Linked DNA regions of Mus musculus: regions 1 and 2 are each linked to region 3. Evidence: chromatin contacts called from public HiChIP or PLAC-seq and Micro-C data. All regions are on one chromosome and are shown on one strand. Each heading gives the region's core, a stretch centred on a gene start, on an enhancer-like site or on the middle of the called end of the contact. The rest is flanking DNA. Distances are from core to core; before and after follow the strand shown.

Region 1 (4,521 bases), core at 1,176-3,675, 790 kb after region 3:
TGCTAAGTAATGAGTCCCACCTCCTTTGATCCCAAGGGCCATGTCCTTGTGGCCAAAGCCATGCAAGGCCATAAGTGTTGGTTTCTGGCAGACACAGCCAGAAGGGAGAAACCCACTATTTTGCTAACTCATAAAATACTTAGCACCTTAATGACCTCAGTTGACCCCGGGGCCACCTTGGGACACAGGTACATCCTTGGGTGAATAAATGTGACAGAAAAAAATATTAAGAGAAGCCTCTCCTCACATCCTGCCCCCCCCCCGCAGTTTGCCTTTGGTTCCTCCAAGACAGTGAGGTCTAGGACAAGTATCCACCTGCCTCTGTTTACTCACCTGTAAAATGGGAACTTGAACATCGAAGCTTCTCCCTGCCTGCTGAATGACAAGCTGAGGGGTGTGGAGGAAGAGACTTCCAGTCAGGACAAGCCCAGAACCAAGCCCATCCCCCCCCCCTGACCTGCTCTTTGGGAACTGCCTACTACAGGGAAGGTCTATGGTTGAGTATTCTGCTCTGACCTCCCGGTCACATGGGAATCAGTAAGAGGGGGAAGGTGAGCCAGTCTGTCTGCCTGTGGTCATTGCCAATGGCTCCAAGGCTCTGCAGATGCCACAGTCAGGAGGGAGTCTTGGGGTTGGAGTTGAGGCAACCTGCATTGTCCAGTCTGTGCCTGGCAGAGTGGCAGCTGCCCATCTTAAAAGATTCTTATGAACAAGGAACTGAGTTTTAATTCCCAAATCCATTTGCCTCCCCTACCAGTCTAACAATTATTTAATAAGTTCAATGTCCTCTGTACATTTTTGGAGTTTGTATTTTCTTAAAGACCCTTCAAAGTGATAACCAAAGTGATAACCAGGGTAGCCTTGAAGGACAGGAGTTCTGAGACAGCCTTTGGTCTCTGTCCCCTGCACAGAGAAGGGTCTTTCAGCATTTCAAAAGCACCCAGATGGCAGGACTCAGCATCCAGGGGACCTAGTATGAGACACCCCAGATGTTTACTATAGACCAAGGTGGGAGTTGTGGGACCAGCTACATGTCCAGGGAGCCCAGAAAGAGCAGGAAAGATGGAGGAAGAATGTTGGTGACCCTAGTGTCAAAGGAAGATTCTCAGAAGCCTGTCAGTCCTTGCTCATTTGGGGGCCCACAGCCCCCCATCCCCACTCTCACCTGCATGCTCAATCCTTAATAGCAGGAGATTGTCTGAGAGGGCACAGCTCAAATAGGGCCTTCTGAAGGTTTACTGCTTATTCCACTATCCAGAAGGATTCCTAGTGACAAGACAGTGAGGAAGGACATGGGGAACAGAAATGGAGGCTGAGTCCTTAGAACAGGCAGAGGGAGGTACCTTACACAGAAGCACATGGCCAAATCTCTCTAAGGACTAAACCCCCTCCTCTGTGGGGAGTTCAAGCCTCACCCCCTGATGCAGCCACCCTACACGTGGGTGAGACACTTCTCCGGGTTTCGGATGAAGCTTAAGTCTTAAGTCCTGGGCTGAAAGAAGCGTTTCCTAAACGAGTTGGACATGCCTTTCCCACAGCCCCTCTTGGCAGTTCTGAGCAACATAAACATTAAGAGCTTTTAGTCTGAAAGCAACTAGCTGCAAAGATCTCATGTTTTGTTTTGGGGATTTTTTTTCCATTTTTTTAAAACGGAAGTTTAATTTGTGCGTTTGAAAAATTAAAATAATTGCCTCCCTAGGGTTGTGCGTACTTATATGAAGGTCACAGGACCATCAGCCGCAAAACTCCATAAGGCTGCGCATAAGAGCTGTCGCTTAGCCTGCTGTCGTGGGTGTGACGGAAGTTTCCTGCCAGCCAGGCTCAGAGTAGACCTCCTCCGCTGGCGGCCCTAGCTTGGGAAGGATGGAGCGCAGGCTTCTGGCAGTTGGACCCCAAATTGAGGCAGCCACGGGTGGTGACCACAAGACGTCTAGATCCTGGGAGGCACAACGCAGGGTCCCGGAGAGAGCGCTCACTCCCGCCGAAGTTTTGGAGAGCCGCTGCGGTGGTCCGGGGACCGCAGGTGCCTCTGACAAAATCTCGAGATTGCCCAGAGAGAGGCCTGTTACTGCGATCGCTACGAGCCGGCTCCCTGCCCTGACGGATGTCCGACCCTTGGGAATTCCCGGCCTTGGTGCCCCCGGCCCCCAAGTTCGCAGAAGGGCAGCCTACTAGGCTGCGGAAGCCCGCGGTGTGGCCGCCCAGCGATGCGCAGACAGAGCTCTCTGGCCGCAGCCTAGGTCGGTCTGGGACCGTCCCGCTCCCGGAGGGGCAGGGACAACAGGAGGGGTAGCAGCGGCGGCCGGGTCCCCTCCTCCTCTCCCGCGCCCGCCCTCCCTTCCTCCGTCCTGCAGCCAATTAGGCGGCCCCCTTGGGCGGGAGGCGTGGGGCGCTGCATAAAGGCGCGGAGCTGTCACCCAGAGCAGGCTGCGCACCGCCCAGGCCAAGCTGGTGCGTCGGGGACACGGACCGGAGAGTGCGAACCAGTTATGGCTACCACCAACGGGGCTGTGGAAAACGGACAGCCGGATGGGAAACCGCCTGCCTTGCCGCGCCCCATCCGCAACTTGGAGGTCAAGTTCACCAAGGTGAGGAGGGTGCGCTGTCGACTCGACGGCCTGGGACTCCTGCGCCGAGCAGCCTGGTAGGGAGAGTGGGGACCAAGATACAACCGTGCTGGGAGTCCGCAGGGAGCTGCCCACACCTGAGCGTCTCTGGTGGGGGCCGGCTCCTTGGAAACTGCACTTTTTTGAGGGGCACCCCAGAATGGAAACCTGCACCTCTGGCTGAACGATCTAAGCCTCAAAGCCAGAAGAGGAGCAGGAGCGATGCAGTGAGTGCAGCGCCCACGGTGCGGGAGTTGCAGCCTGCAGAGCCGCCCCCACCCCCACCCCCAGTGTCCGGGCCACCGCCCACTTTGAGTGCTGGTGCTTTTGGTGAATGGGCATAGGGCGACTTCTTGGTAGAGGGCTTTCTGGGCTGAAGGACCTGGGTTAGGGGGCGGGGGAGGGGGGCTAGAGATACCTGAGCACTCCAGGATGAGTTTGAGGCACACCAGGAACTGCAACTTGGAAGTAAGTCTTCCTGGGCAATGAGAGAAGGGTCTAGTACCCCGTCCGTCCTTCCGTCCGTCCTGTCCATTGTGTTCAGTCTGATCCCAGCTTACCAGGAGAGCAGGGGAGGAAAGATGGACGTCATTGAGGAGTACTCCTCAAGGCCTCTCGATCTGGGCCCAGGGAAGGAGCTGCGGGTTGAACAAGACCATAGGCAGGCCTGGTGGTGTTTGCCCTTTCCTGGGAGGCTGGAACTAGCATAGTGGTGAGCTCACCTGCCCAGAGCTTCAGGGACAATGATGTCTGGGAGCAGAGAAGGCTCAGAGAGGAAGAACAAGTCTAAATTCAGAGATGCGCTGCTCTGACTGCTAGGTGTACTGGCGGGCGTCTGAGGGACCACAGCGCTCCATCGGCTTCAGGTCTGGAAACCTCAACCCCTCTTATTTTCCTGTCTTGTCCACCGAGCTCAACTCCAGCTGACACGATGCTAAGAAGCCGCCTTCATGGGTTTTTATTTTCAAAAGTAGCAATTATCCCTCTTGAATAATTTTAATCAAAAGGTGAAAGTGGCAGGTCGCTATGTGTGGGCTTCAGATTCTGATATGTTGGTACTTAGTCCCCCTGAAGTCGGCCGTGCCGACATATAAATTGCATGACATTTACATGAACTGTTTTCCCAAGGAAGGCTCTGTAATCAAGAGAGGCACAGTCCTGGGAAGACTGAAAGTTTTTTAAAATGTAGTTTCCTCGATCGTGTCAGCTTCGGAGGGAGAATTTCAACATCGGGGCTGGGAAAGGAGCAAATAATGGCTTCATTTTTCAGACCTCATTTCGATGATCCTCTCTTGCTCTGGCGGTGGCTGTTCTGTTTTGTTTTTTACAGTTCTGTAAAAAACACCACAGCAGCCAGAAAGTGAGCAGGATCGCCTCTTCGCTTAGGATTTTACGGAATCCTCCCACAATTGTCTGGCTACAAAGCAGGAAAAGTTTGCCTCTTTTTAGGCGATTTCCTGGAACACTTTAAAGATGCAGCCTTTATGGTGAGGATCCTGGGAGATTGTCAGAGGAGTAGTTGGTTCTGACAGAGCCCCCTCCCCTTTGAGGGTTGAAGGTCTGGGGGTGTCTGGCGGAGACTGTGGAACACGGTAAGATGCAGGGGACTGAGAGCTGCGACCCTCGGCCCCAGGGATGTTCCAGGAGATACTAGCTCCAGCTGCCTGGTGCCTAGCTACACCTTTCATCCCCTTACTAGTTCCAACCTGCTCCCTCTGGGCTTCCTGTGCACCTCTGCAGAGACCCCTCAGAACAATGAAAAAGGCCAAGGTGAGTCTTGTACCATCAGGGTGTCCTGGGCTAAGGATGGAAGCCAAAGATGTGGAAGAGCAGAATCGAGACTGGGGACAAGTAGTGGGCTGTGAGGCCTGTGAGCCAGCAGAGGTGTGCAGTTTCCCTGACTCACTGTGCTCCT
Region 2 (4,316 bases), core at 232-2,731, 830 kb after region 3:
CCTTTGTAGACAGGGTAATTCCAACCTCAGACTGAAAGTCAGGGTGGGATGTGAGCAAACCCAAGAAAAACATGGGTCTGCAGGAATGAAAAAGAAGTGAGAAGGAATTTTAGCTATTCTGTAATTGTCTCCTTTGCAAACTTGTGATTAAAACACACCTACTGGGTACAGTTGAATACTGTGATATGGCCATCTCAAAAAAAGCTCATATATGTGTCGAATATTCCAGACCTTTGTTTGCTCGTTTGTTTGTTTTAAATTGGGCACTTTTCTTAACCTATTTCTAAGATTGTTTAAAGTGGAAAATTTCTTGCCACTTAAGCATAGGCAACACAAGTCCTCTTAGTGTGTGTTGGTCCTGGCTCTAGACATGGACTTCCTTTTAGTAACGCTAGGTGGCAGTGATGTATGTATGCCCTGAAGGCGCCACCAAGCCAGGCTCATTCAAACTGCTGACGCCATGCCTTGCAAATTATTAGGGACTTTTCCATAGCAGTCATGTTGCTGGCCTTGCTAATTGGTCTGAGGACCTCGGTGGTGAGGACAGGATTGCAGAACCCCACCTACATTTTTGTAACAGTGTTCGATGGAGGAAAAGAAGAGCGAACGTAGAAGAGCTGCGAGGTTGTGGCCTTGCCAACTAGGGATACAAACTCCAACTCTAAACAAACACTTGAGGTGTTCCCAAAATATCTCAGGCGGCCCACGGCTTCTCAAATTCTGTGAGCTGCCAGTGAGGCGGTCTGTCAATGTTCTTTGCACTTGGTCTCAGGAATATTCATTCTTACCAGTAAGAAGCACTTCGGTCCAGTACTGATTTTCTACCAAGGATTATCTTTTCTCGGGGAAAACGAGCGGAATCCGAAGCTTGCCTGCTGAGTGTATAGCCGCGTTTGGTTATTAACTTCAGTGGAATCAACTGACAACATTCCACCTCATCGCCACAAGCAGCCAGTCAGGGTGGCATGCTCCTGTAATCCCAGCTACTCCGGAGTTCGAAAATCGAAAAATATTCATCAGCTAGTAATATCTTTGCAAACGTCCATAATTTAAGTTAGCGAACTCGTGTGGTGAAAAAGCGCAGTTTACAAAACATCAACTTTTAAAATGTAGTTTCTGCACCGCTCCATAAAGACCTGCACACACATTAATATTCTCGCTCTCTTAATATTTACAGTCACAGTATATGGCCAGCAAACAGGATAAAAATTAATCTGTTACTCGAGCAGGGTAGGAAAGGCACAACCTTGTCACTGTGCCTGTCCGCAGGGAAGGCAGCAAAGCATTCAAATTTGGAGAGGAGTCCACAAAGTTTCAAGACCCAAGCGTCTACCGAGGCACAAGAGCAGTGAGCTTGGTCACCGACATCTTGCAGCTAGGGAAACCGAGGCAGGCCATCCAGGGGAGGTCGGGGCGGCCGACCCTCTGGCACAGCCCTGCTTCCGCGCCACCCGCCCTCTCCGCCCGCCAGGCGGCCGCAGGATTGAGGAAGTGCGTCTGGCCCCCGGCGGCCAGAGCATTGCAGGGCAGAGTACGGTAGGACCGGCAGGCCCCGGCCCTCTGATGTCGCCGATCCGCGGCTTCCAGACCCTGCCGCCGCAGGTAAGTGCTGCTCCGACCCGCGCCCTGTCCGAGGACCCGAGCGAAGCCCGCACCTTAGATCCAAGCTTTGCCCGCACCACCCCGTCCCGCGCCCGGGTCCCCGCGTGCAGCCGCCGTCGCCTGCTTGTGCCCTGCGTCTCGCCTCGCCCCACAGCTCCTCTCCCCAGCTCAGCACCCCGTACCCCGGGCGACCGCGTGCTCCGGACCCCGGCCTGTGTCCGGGACCCGCAGGTCACAGCTCCGGTGGGCGTCTGGAACTCGGGCTGCCCGGGGTCTCTTCGCTGCCTCTCTGGGCTGCGCAGCGACCCTCGCCCCTTGAAGGGTTAAAGCGAGTGCAGAGCTAGAACCCGGGAGCTGGGGCAGCCGAAAACCAGCCTGGGATCGGAGCGGGGCGGGGGCGGGGAGCCGAGTTCAGAAACAAAAGTAGGAAACACTAGGGAGACTACAAAGTTCTTTTGCGTTTGGAAAAAAAAAAAAAAAAAAAAAAGCCTGACTTTTAACTTGGGAGTGGGGGTGGGGTCTAAGCGTGGGAGTTCGTGGGCGCGAGTGGCTGGAGGCAAAGGCCCAGCGAGGCTCTTCCCGCGCGTGCGGGACAGCCGGGTGGTGCTGGATGGTCTGGAGGTCTTCCCCTGCTCCACGCGTGGGGCATGTTTCTCACCCTGTGGTCCCATCACTTTGCCTATGGGCTCTGTTGCTTGGAGCCAGTGGCAGTCCTTAATGGATGAGAACAAGAATTCCTGGAGGGGCAGTAAGAAAGACAGCAATGGAGAGACTCTAGGGATGCTGACAGCCAGTTCAGTCTGGCTTTTAATAGTTTGAGGCCATTACGTTTTTCTCTTACATGATGCTCATCCCTGCAAAAACCGGAGCAGGATAGATAGGGTCTTAAAGGCAAATTCTCTTAGCAAATTCTCACCAAATAACCTATTTTTGATGAGTTGGTCACTCACACTCACATAGCAGCATCAAAGGACCTACGATTTGTACACTTTGAAAAACTTTAGCATTGAATTCTTTCTGTGATTTGGTTTTCATTGTCCTTGCTCATGTTCCAGAAGAATATAGCATACCAACACCTAATTTGTCCTTAGAGGGGCTTTTCTAGTCAGCCAAACGTTTCCTTCCCCCACACCTACAACAGTCTCCTTAATAGTTTGGATATAATTATTATAACTAACTAAATAAACCAGCTAAGGAGATGGCTCAGTATACAAAGCACTTGCTGATCACGTGTGAGGATCTGAATTCAGATTCAGAATCCGCTTAAAGCCAGATGAGACAAAGGTGCAATCCCAGATGCCCCCACTTCAAGATGGGAGATTCCCTGGAAGCTCACTGGTCAGCTAGCTTTGTGTGGGCAACATGAAGAAGAAGCCTTGTCTCAAACATGGTGCAAAGCAAAGACCAACAGCAGGTCATCTGATGATCTCAACACACACATACGGACGCCACACTCACACACACACACAAACATACAAACAGAGAGAGAGAGAGAGAGGGAGAGAGAGAGAGAGAGATATTAAAAATAAGAAGAACCCTAGAAATCATCCCAGAGTAGTCTTGTTGGCTCCATCCCCAAGTGGGCCCAGTCCATTCCCTTCTTCTGTTTTTGAGACACAACAGGGCTGATGCACATACGAACTCCTACACAGTCCAAATTGCCATGTGCCCCTCCCTCCGCTCTGGATATATCGTATATATTCATTCTTTATTTTAATGTTTCTTTTTAAAATTACGTATACAATATATTTTTTCATATGCTTTTCCCTAGCCCCAACTCCTCCCAGATACTTCTCTTTATGCATCCAACTTGATGTTCATTCTGTCAAAAACAAAACAAAGAATACTAAGGCAAACCAGACAAACAAAAAAGGCACACAAAAATCATGGATCTCTCTCTCTCTCTTCTCTGTCTCTGTCTCTCTGTCTCTGTCTCTGTCTCTCTGTCTCTCTGTCTCTGTCTCTCTCTCTCTCTGTCTCTCTCTCTCTCTCTCTGTGTGTGTGTGTGTGTGTGTGTGTGTGTGTGTGTGTGTGTGAGCGCGCGCGCGCGCGCGTACTAGGCATAGGGCCTACCCTGGAGGCATTCGTATGTGTGTGTGAGGCTGATTCTCCTCATCCCAGCTGGTATCACAGTTGCACATAGCTTCTTGGTTGAGAGGTGGGACTTTGTGCCACTTCCCTTTCTTGGTGCTGGGATTTTTGTCTGGTTTGCACCTGTTCAGGCCCGGTGCTTGCTTCCACAGTCTCTATGAGTTCATACGGGCATCAGCCCTGCTCTGTCTTACAATCTTTCTACCTAATCTTACCCATAGATCCCTGAGCCTTGAGGGGAGGAGCATGACAAAGAAATCCCAGTTCGAATAGAGTGCTTCAAAGTCTCTCACTCTCTGCACACTGTCCAGATTGTGGGTCTCTGTGCTAACTCCTATCTACTGCACGAAGCTTCTCTGAGGTGGACTGATTTGTGGGTATGGCCATGTGTCATCAGGAGCCATTTTATAGCTGTGTCCCTTTATTGGTATACCAGTGGGTTTCCCCACGGGGACAGAATGGTGTGCATACATTCTTAATGGCCCGATGATGGGCTGTGTCCTTCCTCTTCATGGTGTCTCCAATACTCTCATCTTGCGGTTGGCATGAAATCTAGGGGCACTCTTCCCTTTCATTCCAGCTCTCTGCCATCCCACTGGCCCTAGCCCACTGTTCCCAGCCTC
Region 3 (3,983 bases), core at 756-3,255:
GGGAAACAGACTGTTTCAATGCGGGAGAAAAGAGCGATTCCAGAAACGCTTTCCAACTTACTTTGCCACTGTTAATCACTCTGAGTGCTAAAAACATAATTAAAGAGAAAGATAAGGTTATACAAACGCACAGCACAGGGGCCAGACCATGCAGTTCTACTAGGGAGAAGAGAGAAAACTCTACTAGTCAGATTAGCTACTGGCAAGCAAAGGTCAGAAAATACAAGTAGTGAGAGAAGCATGCCACAGAAACGTGTGGACTCCGCCTACCATCTCCAGCCCTAAGACCTTAAATCCAGTGTGCTCAGAGGCCACACTGTTTCATAGTGTCCCTGTGGAGGACACAGGACAAGCACACCCTGAACTGAGGTGCCCAACTAACTGACCCTTCCTGAGCCCAGAGTTCTGAATGAAGGGTACCTCCACCAGCTTCCAGCCCTGGCTAGGGAGGACTCTAGTCGCCTATGGGGGTCAGGAAGGTCCTATAGTGACCCCCGCCTATAGTGGACCCCCTCCCCCCCCCCCGTGCCTCTCTCAACCCTGGAGGGCAGAGGGACTGAGGTCAGCTTACTTTGCAGCCATACTGGAGAGCCAGCTTGTTGAGGCTGTCTTCCTGAGCCAGCTCCCGCTGCAGCAGAACCATGGTGCCTGCTCCTGGCCGTTGGCTGCTGTTCTTCTGGTGCTCCTTGCCCCGGGGTCGTAACACCACCTGATGTGACTCTTCCTCAGAGGAGTCCCCAGAGTCCCCGCTGCCATTGTTGAACATGTAAACGTGGCTGTTTGGAGTCCTGCAGACAGCAGCTGGACCTTGGAAGCTCTTGGCTAACACTTCCTTCTGCCTCATTTTCTCTTAACTGAAAATCAGACCTGGAGTTAATTCCACACAAATGCTATTCATTTTCCTCTGGCTTCCTAAAGAGGACTGTCTCGTTAGTAACTTCCTAATATTGCCAATATCAAACAAACAGCATCAGGACAGAAGGACATCCTCACACCTGTCCACCTGATACTGACACAGAATAAGATCATACTTTCCCTAAGTGCTTACTGTGTGCAAAAAAGATTCCCCACCCTTCTTCCCCACCCCCAGCTGTGCTTCCCCTAGCCCACAGAAGAAACCACTGTGTCTCAGCACTGTGTGAGGTGACAACTGTTCTCAGCTCTCTGACACTGAGAATCTTACACTTAGAATCTTTGGACAAAAACCTCATTAGGCATCCCAAGGTGTCTTCAGGGGAAAGGACAGAAGCTGGGAACAACCATAGTTCTCTTATTTTGACCCTGGCTGACGTGACCTAATTGATGAGCAATGGAAAAACCTATCAAATTTCAATTTGTCCGTTTCTCACAGTCATTCTGGACTCATTTCACCCCCACGGTCCCCTTATTGCCACCTGGAGTCAAACGCCAGAGCCACAACCAACCTTTCCCTTCCAAATGGCTGGAATGAGACTCCAGGCATTCCTGGCGGTCCCTTCTGCATGGCCCTTTAAGGGAACAGCCAACCTCAGGTATCTCCCTCTGGTCTCAAATTCTGAGCCCCTGGCACCCGGGGCGGCCAAAAGAGGCCTCAGTTTCCCTCCAATGACAGGTGGGCTGTCATTAAGCAGGAGACAAAACAAATTTCAGACGTCCCCGCCCCTGGGCCTAAACAGGCCCGGCCCCAACTTTCCAAAGAATACACATCCTGCCACTCCCGCAAGCCGGCACCAGCCCTCTGTGGACACAGGCACTGGCCCTGGATTGGCAGCCCTCCACTGAGCCCACAGTGACAGGGCCAGAAGCCCTGGCCCCCCAAGTCAACCCAGCAGACCCTGCTCCAGGTTCGGGTACCTCGCTCCCAGGCTTCACCGCCACCGCGCCCGCCGATTGGCTGCAAAAAGCAGGTCTTCCGGGGGCGGGGACTAAGAGCCAACCAATGACTTCAGAGGAGGGCGGGCCCTGGCAGAGCCGGGAGGTGCTGAGAGGTCAGAATGAGGGCGGGCCCTGATGGGCGGGGCTCCAGCGTGGACCCTGGACTTGTGCTCCTATGTCATTTATCCCAGCTGTTCCCGGTTTCCCCTTCTGAGCCAGGTATCTTGGCCTCCTCGGTGGCCACAGCTTTCTGCTAAGCCTCGGTCTTCTTCCCGGCAGGAGAGACCTTTGACCCATGTGCGTCCTGATCCGTGGCCAGGAGCGTACCCAGTACGGCGGTGCGCCACTCGAGAGGCCTGACCCAGGTAGCCTCAACCTGAATCTTCGACCCAGTATCCTTTGAGGGGCCGAATGGTTGCCAGCCCCTGCCCAGAGATAAACAGAAGTCCAGGGATGTGAAATGTTGCCCTGACAACACAGACCAGAATTGGATAAAGGAGAATATGTATCATCTGGCCAGCCAGAGCGTCCCTGCTATTTGGAAAAGGGCGGAGAACCTGTGGCATTGTTTTGTAACCAAGATTAAAATCCTTAATGGAGTAAGACTCATCCAATGAATAAGGAAGAAACTAAGTGTCGTGGGCAGGCATTACACCAAAGAATGCAGATGGCTGGCCGCTGAACCAAGGTGCTAAGCCTGTCTGGGAATCAACATTGAAACAAGAGCCCAGAAATTCTTCCTATGATTTAGAATAAAACTAAAAGTCTTACTCTAAATGTCTAAGGCCAGGAAAGCACCAGGTCATGGCCCTCTCTGCTAGCCACAGGACTCTTCTTTCTGGCTTTAAACATCTGTTTAAACATTTGTTTACTTTGCCCCCCAACCCAGGAGGTGAGCCTCGCTAATATACCCAGCACATGTGTTTCCCACTGAGGTATTTGTGGTTTGTGACAGTTTACAGGCTTGGATGAGGCTGCCTGAGAAGTATGAACGCTATGTCCCACCTATCAGAGTGGGCCAGGTGCCCAGCCACATGAACAGGTCCACTGATCTGATCCCAAGTTAGTGGAGACCCACCCCATCACCAGAGGTATCCACTCGGATATCCTTCAACCCTTGTCAAACATGTTGTCCCCTCCCAAGTCCAGCCTTCTCCTGGGATAGAGGATGCAAGGTAGCAGGGGCCAACTATTTAGCTTTCTGAATATGGCTCTGAACTCCAGGGCTAAGCAGAACTGCCATGGAATGTCGAAAGTTTTGTCTTTTAATTTTTTATTTCTTTTAAAGAGTCTAAGCCAAGCCCTTCACAAGGGCACTGACCCAGTCCCCTCTTTAAGGCTCCACCTTAAAAGCTCACTTCAGAGGGTAGGGTTTCAACAGGAAGGAAAGGGGACACAAGTCAGTCTATGGCAAGCCTGAATATGAATTCCTTTCGTGGAAAATGAATGTTTATGCTTCTCATTGTAGCCAGCTTTCCCCTCTTACCTCATGAGCTGTGTGTGCTGAACACTCACCAGGGATCATCCCAGCAACATTTGGTCTTCAGACTAGCAGGGATTATATCAGATCCCAGTCTATAGAGGAGAATACTCAAGTGTGAAGACAGCAGTGTGAGGTGTGTGCCTAGATGGCAGCCCCAGCCCCCCCAGACCTACACCACGCCTCCACCTTGACTTGGTTTTCCTTTTATGGAACTGTGGGAATGAGTCTGAGGCACTTTGTCAAAGCAGCTGAAACTGATGGAGCCTGGGCCCTAACAGGAACGTCTAGAGTGCCCAGCCTTATTCTACACAGCGACAAGTTTGTCAGGTGACCTTTAATCCTCCTTGAATTCATTTATATCACAGTCATCCTCAGGGCTGAGGATGGGGAAGTTCCTGGAGACAGGAACCTGTTGGACAGGGTGAGCTGTGTTAAGTGGATGTCAACTGGAGTCACATCCCTTCAGACATCCTTGGGGAGTGCGGTGCCTTCTGGGTTGGACTGTTTTAGAGGTTTCCCACGGGCCATCAAAAGGTTTCTTTTGGCCACTCACTCTCTGCCTGCTGCAAGTCAGGGCTGACTGAAGGTCCTTACTTTAGAATAGCTGGGTTTTCCCAGAGCCATACCCACATTCTTGTCTGTATGC

The links. A called contact is a pair of places that touch in the nucleus more often than the background predicts. HiChIP or PLAC-seq counts read pairs in DNA pulled down with a chosen protein or histone mark.
Region 1: a contact with region 3 is called in a Micro-C map of embryonic stem cells, with 2.1 times the contacts expected there. The contact joins the promoter of Aldh1a3 here to the promoter of 1700112J16Rik in region 3. A contact is called at or near these places in 8 of 39 promoter capture datasets (the C10 cell line, embryonic stem cells, hippocampal neurons and 4 more), 3 of 484 Hi-C or Micro-C datasets (embryonic fibroblasts, embryonic stem cells and pre-B cells), 3 of 115 datasets of contacts at active chromatin or transcription factors (astrocytes, extraembryonic endoderm stem cells and neural tube) and 2 of 9 other capture datasets (liver and pancreatic islet).
Region 2: an H3K4me3 HiChIP or PLAC-seq map of bone marrow-derived macrophages shows a contact between it and region 3, with 7 times the contacts expected there. The contact joins the promoter of Lrrk1 here to the promoter of 1700112J16Rik in region 3. A contact is called at or near these places in 7 of 39 promoter capture datasets (3T3-L1-derived adipocytes, HPC-7-derived erythroid cells, cranial neural crest and 3 more), 2 of 115 datasets of contacts at active chromatin or transcription factors (bone marrow-derived macrophages and extraembryonic endoderm stem cells) and 1 of 9 other capture datasets (adipose tissue).

Annotation. Positions count from the first base shown.
Region 1 is chr7:66,425,381-66,429,901 of GRCm38.p6, reverse strand. Aldh1a3 (aldehyde dehydrogenase family 1, subfamily A3) reads left to right here and starts at 2,425. Exons shown (of 13, transcript NM_053080.3): 1 at 2,425-2,588. The coding sequence starts at 2,490. Gm33515 (a long non-coding RNA gene) reads right to left here and starts at 1,255. Exons shown (of 3, transcript XR_391552.2): 1 at 1,166-1,255; 2 at 334-387.
Region 2 is chr7:66,385,506-66,389,821 of GRCm38.p6, reverse strand. Lrrk1 (leucine-rich repeat kinase 1) reads left to right here and starts at 1,481. Exons shown (of 34, transcript NM_146191.3): 1 at 1,481-1,602.
Region 3 is chr7:67,220,480-67,224,462 of GRCm38.p6, reverse strand. 1700112J16Rik (RIKEN cDNA 1700112J16 gene) reads left to right here and starts at 2,005. Exons shown (of 3, transcript NR_131044.1): 1 at 2,005-2,219. It overlaps Lysmd4 (LysM, putative peptidoglycan-binding, domain containing 4), which reads right to left and starts at 1,919. Exons shown (of 3, transcript NM_175215.4): 1 at 1,834-1,919; 2 at 572-854. The coding sequence starts at 844.